Regions from separate parts of the Xenopus tropicalis genome. Here region 1 is linked to region 2. Evidence: chromatin contacts called from public Hi-C data. All regions are on one chromosome and are shown on one strand. The core of a region is the stretch at or near the end of the contact, and the rest is flanking DNA. Distances in the headings are between cores, read along the strand shown. Region 1 has its middle 66 kb from the start of fignl2. Region 2 has its middle 100 kb from the start of fignl2.

Region 1 (5,266 bases), core at 430-2,929, 170 kb after region 2:
ATATATATATATATATATATATATATATGTATATATATATATATAAAAAGGCTGAGGCACACACTTATAGGGATTACAACCTGGGTGCAAATCAGAAAAACAATGTAAATATGTAAAAAATGCTGATGCACACCAGGAAAATTTCATCAAAAAAAGATGCTTATTTTATTTAGATCAACGTTTCGGTCCTCAACCGGGACCTTTATCAAGGTCCCTGGGGTCAGGGAGTCCCTGATGAAAGTTCCAGTAGGAACTGAAACTTTGGACTAAATAAAACCTCTTTTTTGTATTCTCCAAACTTGTAACTCCTGAGTAAAAATCCCTGTGTGTGCCGTCACCCCTTGTATATATAGATATATATATAGCTGGCTGAGTCAGGACCATTCCAAAGCTTTTGCATGCATACATTTGCTTTCACTGGAATTAAGGCCCATAACCCAAACCCTATAAAAACTACTTCAGACCATTATTCCTCTTCCACCAGAGTTTACAGTTGGCATTATGCAGGTTGCATTTTCCTGGCATCTGCGTCACACTATCACATGGTAATGCATGCTACATTACTCATGTAATGATTTCAAAGCAATCTGACATCACAAAATTATCTAACAGGGCAGCCCACTGCCTCGCCACCCTTAAAGGAGACCCTAAGGGGTTGCATTTTATGTTTTTCTTGGTAAAGAAAGATTCCCTGTTATCTGCCTATAATGACTCTAATGTATTTGTTATGTAACGTTGCAAGCCCCACCTCTCCACAGAAAGCAAACCCAACTTTCATAATTTTAGTATTTACATTGTCTCATTCCTTTTATTTTCTTCAATAGTTTACTTGCACGTCTATAAGTAAGTAAGCTTGTAAGTAATATATTAGGGGTTGAAGATGATACAAAACTTTGCAGGCCAATTAATTCTGTTCAGGAAATGCTGAATTTATCCACAAATCCATACCTGGCAAAATCATTTTATTCATCACGACATCTCACAGCTGGGGCATATTCAGCAGGCTATTTGCTGATTCCTTGTATAGAGGTGTGGATAGGGTACTAACAGATGCAGGATTGAGAGGATCAACCCAAATGATCTGAGATATCTGGAAAGTCATGTGGTACAGACCTCTGCAGATTTCTATAAATTAACTGCTTATTAGCCATTTTGGATTTGGATTGTGCATGTGACCAATGTTAGATAGCTTCTGTGGCAACAACATTTGTTCTGATTAGAAATATGATGCTGAACAGAAAGAAGTTAAACAAGCTTGTTTATCATTAATACTTTTTTTAAATATATTGCTTGCTTGCTGCACTGTCCACATATAAAGAATCCATTGTAAACAAAATACATGGGATCATTTTACTTCATGTAATGGTAATACTGGTCACATTTTTGCTTTCATTGGCATTACTGCTGTTGACCAGTCAGACCCCATTTATGATCAGTTGCCATTGGTTATAAAAGTACAAAATACACCAATTTCATAATTTCTTCCCAGGCGCTATGTGGTCCTGCTCCAAACAACTCATTGGATTTACACAGCACACATTAGTTTTGTGTTTTTGGAGGTTTTACATTTGCTCTCTCTGCTAGTCACCAGGAGTTTGCACTGCTGACAGATTGCTGAACGGGGGCCAATTATTTTAGGGAATTTGCTGCTGGACTGATGCTATGATGGTAACTGGATCCTCTATGGGGAGGGTGCTGACTTGTCAATCACTGCAAGCATGTGTTCTGCAGGGATCTGTCCATGACAACACAGTCAGGCAGATAAGGGGCCAAAGGGAACAGCACTTTGGCACAGAAGTAATGGAGAGAAAGCCAGGAAAGGCTGGAATGGAATAATTTTAGACTAAAGATCATAGCTCAAGTTTTACTGTGCTATTTATGTACAGTATATATATTTCTAGGTAACATGGAATTCATGATACTTTCATATTACTAGCATTCCTGTACAAGTGCTATACATAATGTATAATCTCTTGTTTGTACGGAAACTTGTGTTCTTAATGTCACATTTCTTATAAATGTCTATGCAGTCTGAGTAAATATAATTGTCTGTAAAATGCTGTTGCTTGAAGCTATATCCTGTATGTAACCCAACTCCATACTGACACATTTCAAACCCATCCTTTGGCGTTTTTTAAATGTGCCGTAAGCTTCATTCTGTAAAATGGGCTTATCGCTGAATTTATAAATATACAATATATATATATACAAATATAAGTGGATATGAAGTTATTTGTAAGTGAAATTGCCAATAAAAAAGGCACTATCTCTCTGCATGACCGGCTCTGACTCCTGAAACAATTTAGCAGAAGCCAGCTGATTAACAGACCTGAAGGAGACTCCTGTTACATGGTTCCACGAGTCAAAACAAGAGAACATAAAGGGACAGACAGACACCGCTTTCAATAGAAATTACATTTATAATTAACGTTAATGCCAATGGTAATATTTAATCAATGAATATTGGAAAGTTGTGTGGAGGCTAATTTATCAAAATTTGTATTTGTGTAATTTGCAATTTTTTTCTTATTCGAATAACCTCGGCATTTTTAAAGATGTAAATGTTACTTTATTTATATACAAATCTGAAAAAACAAACACGAGCAAATAAAATCATTAAAATAACCCGAAAAAAGTGTGACTAAATAGGTAAAATGTTGCCTAGTACAGCTCCCATTGGTTTCTACATGACCTCCCAAGGTTCCCCTTTTTGTGATGGGCTGGGTGCTCCCTCAGAGATCACCTGACAGGAAATAATGCAGCTCTAACTGTAACAGGAAGTAGTGTGGGAGTAAAAGGCAGAACTCTGTCCATTAATTGGCTGATGGGGCCTAGCATGTATGTGTGCCTTGGCTTGTTTGTGTGCACTGTGAATCCTATGATCCCAGGGGGCGGCCTTTAATTCTTAAAATGGCAATTTTCTATTTAGGATTACCCAATAGCACATACTACTAAAAAAGTATATTTTAAAAATTTTATAAATGGTTTATTTAGATGAAGCAGGGTTTTACACATGAGGTTGTTTATGCAATATATTTTTATAGAGACCAACATTGTTCAGGGGAATAGTTTTCCTTTAATAAATATTACAAATTCACGTTTTTTTAAACCACAATTCAAATTCATGATTATTAGCACAAAAACACAAATCAAGAAAAAACAATATGCATATTCCTTTATTATACAAAAAACAGTTCTTGGGTGGAGATCCCCTTTAAGCCCCAAAATGTGTTCCAGTAAATGTAAGGCAAGTTAATGTGCACATGCTGATGGGACCCTGGAGTTATTTTCTCTGGTGGGCTCCCGGTACCGCAGTCCAACACTGAGGATAGATATAAATAAAATGTCATCATTTTCACCCTTTTTCAATGTCGACGTTGTATTTCAGGCATTTTTCCTGTTTAAAAAATCCAATACATGTATGTATGTATGTATGTATAACTTTATTTATAAAGCGCCACAAGGGTACGCAGCGCTGTACAGTCTTACAGAATACAAAATTACACACAGGGAGGACAAGTGATATAATAAATAAATACAATAAATACATATATGTATATATATATATATAAGTGCTATGTGGTATGAGACACAGTAGGAAGGAGGTCCCTGCCCCATAGAGCTTACAATCTGAGTGGTTGGGTAACATACAGGCACAAACTGGAAGGTAAGAGTGCACCAGGTATGGGCATTTGCCCTTAAGCGCAGGACTGGGCAAAATAATGTTTTAGTGCTCCAGAAGGTAACAGCTGAGTTTCTACATAACTGTCATTGTCCTGAGCAACATTTTTCCATGGATAAAAAATAGTGACGAGCGAATTTGTCCAATTTAGTGTTGCCGACAAAATTGTGGAAAATTGGTGAAACTACTCTACCATGCAACTTTTTTAATGCACGCAACTTTTTTTAATGATTTTTTTTGTCACTGTGAACTTTTTGACACAGGCGTGACTTGATTTCGACACAATTGTGACTTTTTCAACACAAATGTATTAATGTGTTAATTTTTAGCAAAGGCAGTTTTAGGTGTACACTGCATTCCACAAACATATATTTCAGCCATGGTCACAGGGTCTTTTACAATCCAGGGCCCCAGAGCAGTTGCAGTGTTTACTCCCCCTAGTGTATGGATTTGCCCTACCCTACAGCCAGCTCTGCCAGTAAGGACAGGACTGCTGGGAAATAGAAATCAGGGATATCCCACACAAGTGCAAATAAAAGCACTGAAGGAAATCATTGGTAGCCTGATTTTTGTGGTCACATTTTATAAGATGGACTTTGATTCTTAAGAAGGAGTGGGGGAAGGAGAAGATCCTTGATTTACTTTTAAGGACATGTGTCTGCCAGAATGTTAGCATTAAAGCAAGGGGCTGCTAATAAAGCACAACCTGCCCAATGCACTGGATATTTTACAATAGTCAGAGAAAAGCCTTTTCTGATGTTAGTAATGCACAACAGATGATCACTGATGAGATAATGACTACCACCTTCATCCATGGAACCCAGCATGCATCTCTCTGGGACACTTGTTAAAAGAGAACTAAACTATGTAGTAGTACCGTGGGATGGCAGAATATTTTTGTTTTTAGAATACTGCAAAGATATTTAAGACCAGCAGTAAAATAAAATCTTAGGGGCAGATTTACTATTTCTCTGTAAATTTAACATTTAACTATATATTTTCCAGATCCTTAATGTGTGTCACATGCAGGCAGTAAGGACCTAGATGGGTACACTGTACTCTATAATAATCCCTATAGAAAATGAATGTGTTCGGCCACTCAGAAATGTTTTCTTACAACCAATTTAGATCGAACTGCTGGAAATCCTCAGTTTCATGGGGAACCTTCTAGTTTCCATTCAGTCTCATAAACTGATATGTAAAGAATAACTATAAATATAATGGCAAAGGGGAAATCATTTATGTTTTTTTCCGGCAAACTGAAGACCAAAACACACTAAAGTTATTATGGAAGCTTGACACAGAACCCCACACCTCTATACTATACATACATAACTCATCATTAAGATGAATATTAATATATACCCATCAAATGTATAAACCCCTTGTTTTGTACAGCAAAATCCATCCCCAGCCTCTGTCTGCCCTCCGGAAAGGTACTCACCTAACTTAAAAAGCAGCTTAATGTGAAGGCATGGTTGGGGGGGGGTGACAATGTGTCTTTTGAGGTACAGATCCAAGTGGACCTCAGTTCTTACAAATGAAATGGGTAAAAGGCACCATCTGTTTTCTATATTTTTCCCC
Region 2 (5,054 bases), core at 1,115-3,614:
GTGAAGTTTTCGGCCTGATACAGATCTGTGCAGCAGTGAACGTATTTGCAAGTCTGCTCTGAAATGTTACCATTCACTTTGTTTAGAGAGGAAAAAAATACGAGAAAAAATACCCATGGACTCCAGATAATTTGTCACAAGAATAAACAACAGTTGACTCCATTGTATTTGGCATGAGAAATTGACTCCGATGCACTTGGTAACATTTCAGCAAAACTTTGCCATTTTACTGCAGTTTCACATATTTTCAGGAAAGAGAAACAGGACAGTTTCACTAGATAATAAAAAAAAACACAAGTACAAGAGTATTGTAGAAATGATACCTATATTGATTGGCTCTAGAGCTCCGAAAGCTTGCAATATGTTTTTATTGTTAGCCAATATAGGTATCATTTCTATAATACTCTTGTATTTGTGTTTTTTTTTATTATTTTTGACGCTGGCTAACACGGTACTACAGTTTTTGTTAGTGTGACTAATCACTAGTGAACAGTTTTACACTGCAAATGTAATTTTAAAATAACAGCGCCATTTGCTGTTTATTTTAGCTGACTGGCTATACCCAGCTGAAAGTGTATTTTATGAGAAAAGAAAGTCTTGTGATGTTGCTCTGCTCAGAAAGTAAAGTTAGTGAGAAGAGAACAGTCTCTGACGTGTGTCTTTGGTCAGTTTTCAGAAGAGCAACATCACAAGACTAATCTTTCTTCAGAATTTTCAGCTGCCTGAAGCCAGTTGAAATTACCATCAGGTGGCGCCCTTGTTTCAGATTCATTCTATTAGCAGTTTACAATGAATGCAAATGACAAATGTGTTCTGAGTAATTTTACATTCACTTGTTTTGATTGTTTACAGTTTCTTTAAAGGGGTGATTCACCTGCAGCTTAACTTTTAGTATGTTATAGAATAGCCTATTCTTCGCAACTTTTCAATTAGTCTCCATCTTTTATCATCTCATTATTTGCCTTCTTCTTTTGCCTCTTTCCAGCTTTGAAATGGGGTCTAAAATTTTATGTTATTGCTACTTTTTATTTATTATCTTTCTTTTTAGGTCCTTTTCTATTCATATGTCTCTCTCTCTTTCAGGCCACTGCCTGGTTGCTAGGTTAAATTGGATCCTAGCAACAAGAAAGCTGCTGAAATCCCAAACTAAAGAGCTGCTGCACGAAAAAGTAAAAAAAATCCAAAACTTAAATAATAAAAAAAGATACCTAATTGTGAATTGTCTCAAAATAGCTCTCTCTATATCAATCTAAAAGTTCATTCAAATGTGAACAATGCCTTTAACATATTGTGATGGGAGACATTAGCTGCTTTATATGCTTGGCACAAAACACCAAAATGGCTACTCATGTGATTCAAGGGCTGGAGCTCAGGGAAATTACTGATAGACATAGAATATTTGCTTCCTAATATTTACAGACATTGTTTCATATAAGGGACTTCATTTTGGTTCAATAAATGTTGCTTTATCGGGAAGGAAAGATGATTCTATTGGGTACGTTATATAGCGGGTACCATCAGTGGAGATTTTAATGCTGCAGCCACCCTGAGGCAGCTCCTGTGATGCAGCCCTCCCATCGCTAACCTTTCCTGTGCCAGAGGGAGTCCAGGAGGGGTTGCAGAGCCAAATATCCAGTTTAATTATTCTGGCAACCTGAGGGGTGCTGCCACCAGAGGTGTGTTTCTCTGCCTTATAGAAGCAGCCCCCTGGGTAGCAAGGGGTTACTGATGCATTTCCTTGCAGCAAAGCATGCTATTGTGCATTGACACAGGACCAGGAGGGCAATTTAAGAGATAAATAGATGGCAGCAGAGAGGTTTTGTGTTTAGGATGTAATTACTGCACGTTACCAACAGAGGGGGCTAAAGAGAAGGGGGGGATTTCTTGGCAGGATATGTGGGAGGGCCCACAAGGGTATAAAGGAGGAGGCAGGAAGGGGTGTGGATCTCTTTGTGAATTGTCTCAAAACAGCACTCTCTACATCGTACTAAGAGTACATTTAAAGGTGAACAACCCCTTTAACATATCACAATGGGAAACAGCTGATTTGTATGCTTGGCGCAAAACACCAACTAGCACATAAATGTAAACCTTTAGTAGGTACAGTTTTGCCACCTGTGATTGTGCCCATGGATATTCTCATAGCCCTTCAGAGGCAGAGGCATTACATATTGCAGTAAGATTCTGTATAAAGTCATTTCCTTGGCTGAAGGAATCTTTCTATGAAGAATATGAGATTTCTTGGTGTCAGATGCATGGCTCACGTTGTGCTGAGCGCTGCCTGCATGGCTACGCACCCCCAGCTCTATTCTTACTGTAACTGCCAGGCCAGCTGCTTTGTTTGACGGATCACTAGTTTCCTTTGGTGCTGCCCGGCCGACTATGAAGCACTCATTGTTTCTGGTGGATTATAATAGTGCTTAAACTGTGCACTGCAAGGCAAGGGGATTATGGCTTGCGGCTTGCTGGAGGCTCTCACTGAGCCCTGCTTTCAGTGGCTTTAATAATTGCTTTGATGTCAGATGTTGATGTTAATACAGTTTACCGGTATGACTGGATTACTTGTAAAACATGCTATTGATTGGGCACTGCTGCATTTTTTATCTGTATTTATATCCATCTGCAGATTGGGTGCAGGCGGTATTTCATCCTGACAATAACTATACCATTACGCAGAATGCTTGGCTAATATATAGCTTTATTCCAAGGCAGCACTAGTGACACTGGAATACCCTAGCTTGTACGCAAACCTGTGTGTTCTACCCTCTGGCTGGGAATATCATTAAACAAAAAATACTAATGCAAAAAGAAGCTATCAATTTTGTAACTGATTAACATCAATGAACAATGTAAGCCTAGTAACCTGCAAATAAATAGCATTGCTTACCTGCTTGACAAATCCATTTTGTTCTTTGTAAATATCATATTCATTTCATGTTCCTACTGACTGTTGATGAAGAACTAAAAGCACATTTACACTTCTATTCTTGTCTATTCAATATTAAATGATTCTCTAACTTGGCTTGAAACCCTATCTTGTCTCAGAGAGGCCCCTCTTCTCCGTGTCTTGGGGGGGTTCACCAGAAGTACAGAAGAGGACCATGCTACTATGAGGCAAAACCATCTACCAAGTGTGCTCCTATGAGAAAGGAGAAACACTATCTATTTTAAATGTCCCCTGTACTAGGTACAATTAATGAGAATATTTGGTGTTAGAGTACCTATAATAAGTGAAATAATGCATTATATCCAAGGCTGTTGTGATACTAAAATTTACTATCAGTATTGATGTTGGTATATATAGTCTATGTAAGTGAGTATATAGATAGGTTGGTATGGGTCTATATATGTGCTGGGTTCACTTGAAAGGGTTGAATTTAATGGAGCTAAATTGAATTTTCAATCTCTTATATAGCAGTGCCCATTCTGCCCAAGTCTGATGTTGGGGGGAACTTGGGCCAAAGGAGCCCGCAAGATCCCCAGTGGGCCAGCCCAACATTGAAGGTTTGGCTAATTTGTTAAGTATAAGTATACTTTATTTTGGTCAGTTAACATGATATAAGAGGATTTAAAATTATATCATATAGTGACAGGTAGTTCACCTCTATGGTCAAAAATGAAAAATTATTGGTGAACTTTGTATAAAGTACTTACGAAAAATGCTTTAGCTCCTAGTTGTTGCTCTGTGCTGCAACCAAATACAACTGCAAAAATCCAAAAATAGGAAAAAAAGCTCCAGCAGATTAACTGCAAAACATTTATTATGGGTAGTGGTAACACTACCCATAATAAATGTTTTGCAGTTAATCTGCTGGAGCTTTTTTTCCTATTTTTGGATTTTTTCACCTCTATGGTCTTTCTGTCATAAATGGTTTATTCCAAGTCTGGTCAGAAGTCTTTTACAAGATAAAAAAAAATCTGTGGTTACTGGGGAGCCATGAACAAATACTTTCAACATCACCTGACTGCTTTCTGCCCATAATACCCGCTGATCAGACCTTAAAGCTCAGCATCAGCTTTTTGTCATAATACTAAAAAGTAAGACTGAGATATGTAATAATTAGAGGCACCGTTAGAGAGTGCTCAGACCCATCTCCTAAACCATAACTCCATGTGGAAATGTAGGACTTATACCTGGAACCCTTCATGCAATCTCTATTAGCTGGTTGTGATTTGTATGTTGCACAAAGCAAGCTCAATCAAGCGGCTCTTACTTCTAAATACATGGCCAGCTTTTGGTTTTCATTTGATAAAATATGGAAGATTTCCGAGATTTTACACAGGGCAAGGTTTTGATCAAAGGCTAAAAAATAGATTGCAAAGGGATTTGAATAGACTCAATACTATCTCACTTTCCAAATCAAGGCTGAGTTCATCTGACAAAGAGACAATGTATGAAAAATGACCATTAAATGTAGATACAAGGAAGCACTGCCTATGATTAAGTACCAGGAGGTACGAAACGCGTAAGGCTCTCTGTATCATGTGTTAAATAAAAGGTTTTTGATTTTATTTTTACCTCTCATGAACAATCGCTATTCATTTTGACTATACCAGAGTGCCTGCCCTCATTCTATATCAGAGATGTATCCATGATGGCTCCCTTTGGCTGAAGGTCTGGGGCATGAGCACCTGGGACCACCTATACTACGGGTGAGATCTATTCCTATGAGCATATGTACTACTACAACATGTTACAAGGTAGCACTGCACTAATTATACAAGGGTGGCCACCAGGGTCTCTGACCTGTGTTTCCTTTTCATCTTTTTCAGTAAGGACTATATATGGACTGGATCAGTCTGGCTTCATTTACCCTGAGCAGGGGTATAAATGGGGCTATATCAAGCCTAACAGCAAGAGAAGCCCCCACAAAGACCAAATACCTTGGAATTAGACATTTCAAATTGTTTGGCCACTGCAAAATGCAATTATATGTACTATAAGTGCATCTAGAATAACATTTGGGTCTGCACTGTTTATCTGTGTTATTAGGACCCAGAATGTTACGTTGGGATAAATAAAAACCATTATGGTTGGCTACAATAATAACTGT

Evidence for each region. A called contact is a pair of places that touch in the nucleus more often than the background predicts.
Region 1: a Hi-C map of neurula embryo shows a contact between it and region 2, with 5 times the contacts expected there. The contact joins two enhancer-like sites. A contact is called at or near these places in 4 of 5 Hi-C or Micro-C datasets (brain, gastrula embryo, neurula embryo and 1 more).

The regions. Positions count from the first base shown.
Region 1 is chr2:142,985,257-142,990,522 of UCB_Xtro_10.0, forward strand. No RefSeq gene overlaps it. Among named protein-coding and RNA genes, the nearest start is that of fignl2, 66 kb to the left of the region's middle. Within about 2 kb of position 1,680, at least 2 of the 11 cell types and tissues checked have an H3K27ac peak or open chromatin away from gene starts, as enhancers often do. A contact at or near this core is called in neurula embryo, where this site is marked.
Region 2 is chr2:142,817,022-142,822,075 of UCB_Xtro_10.0, forward strand. No RefSeq gene overlaps it. Among named protein-coding and RNA genes, the nearest start is that of fignl2, 100 kb to the right of the region's middle. Within about 2 kb of position 2,365, at least 2 of the 11 cell types and tissues checked have an H3K27ac peak or open chromatin away from gene starts, as enhancers often do. A contact at or near this core is called in neurula embryo, where this site is marked.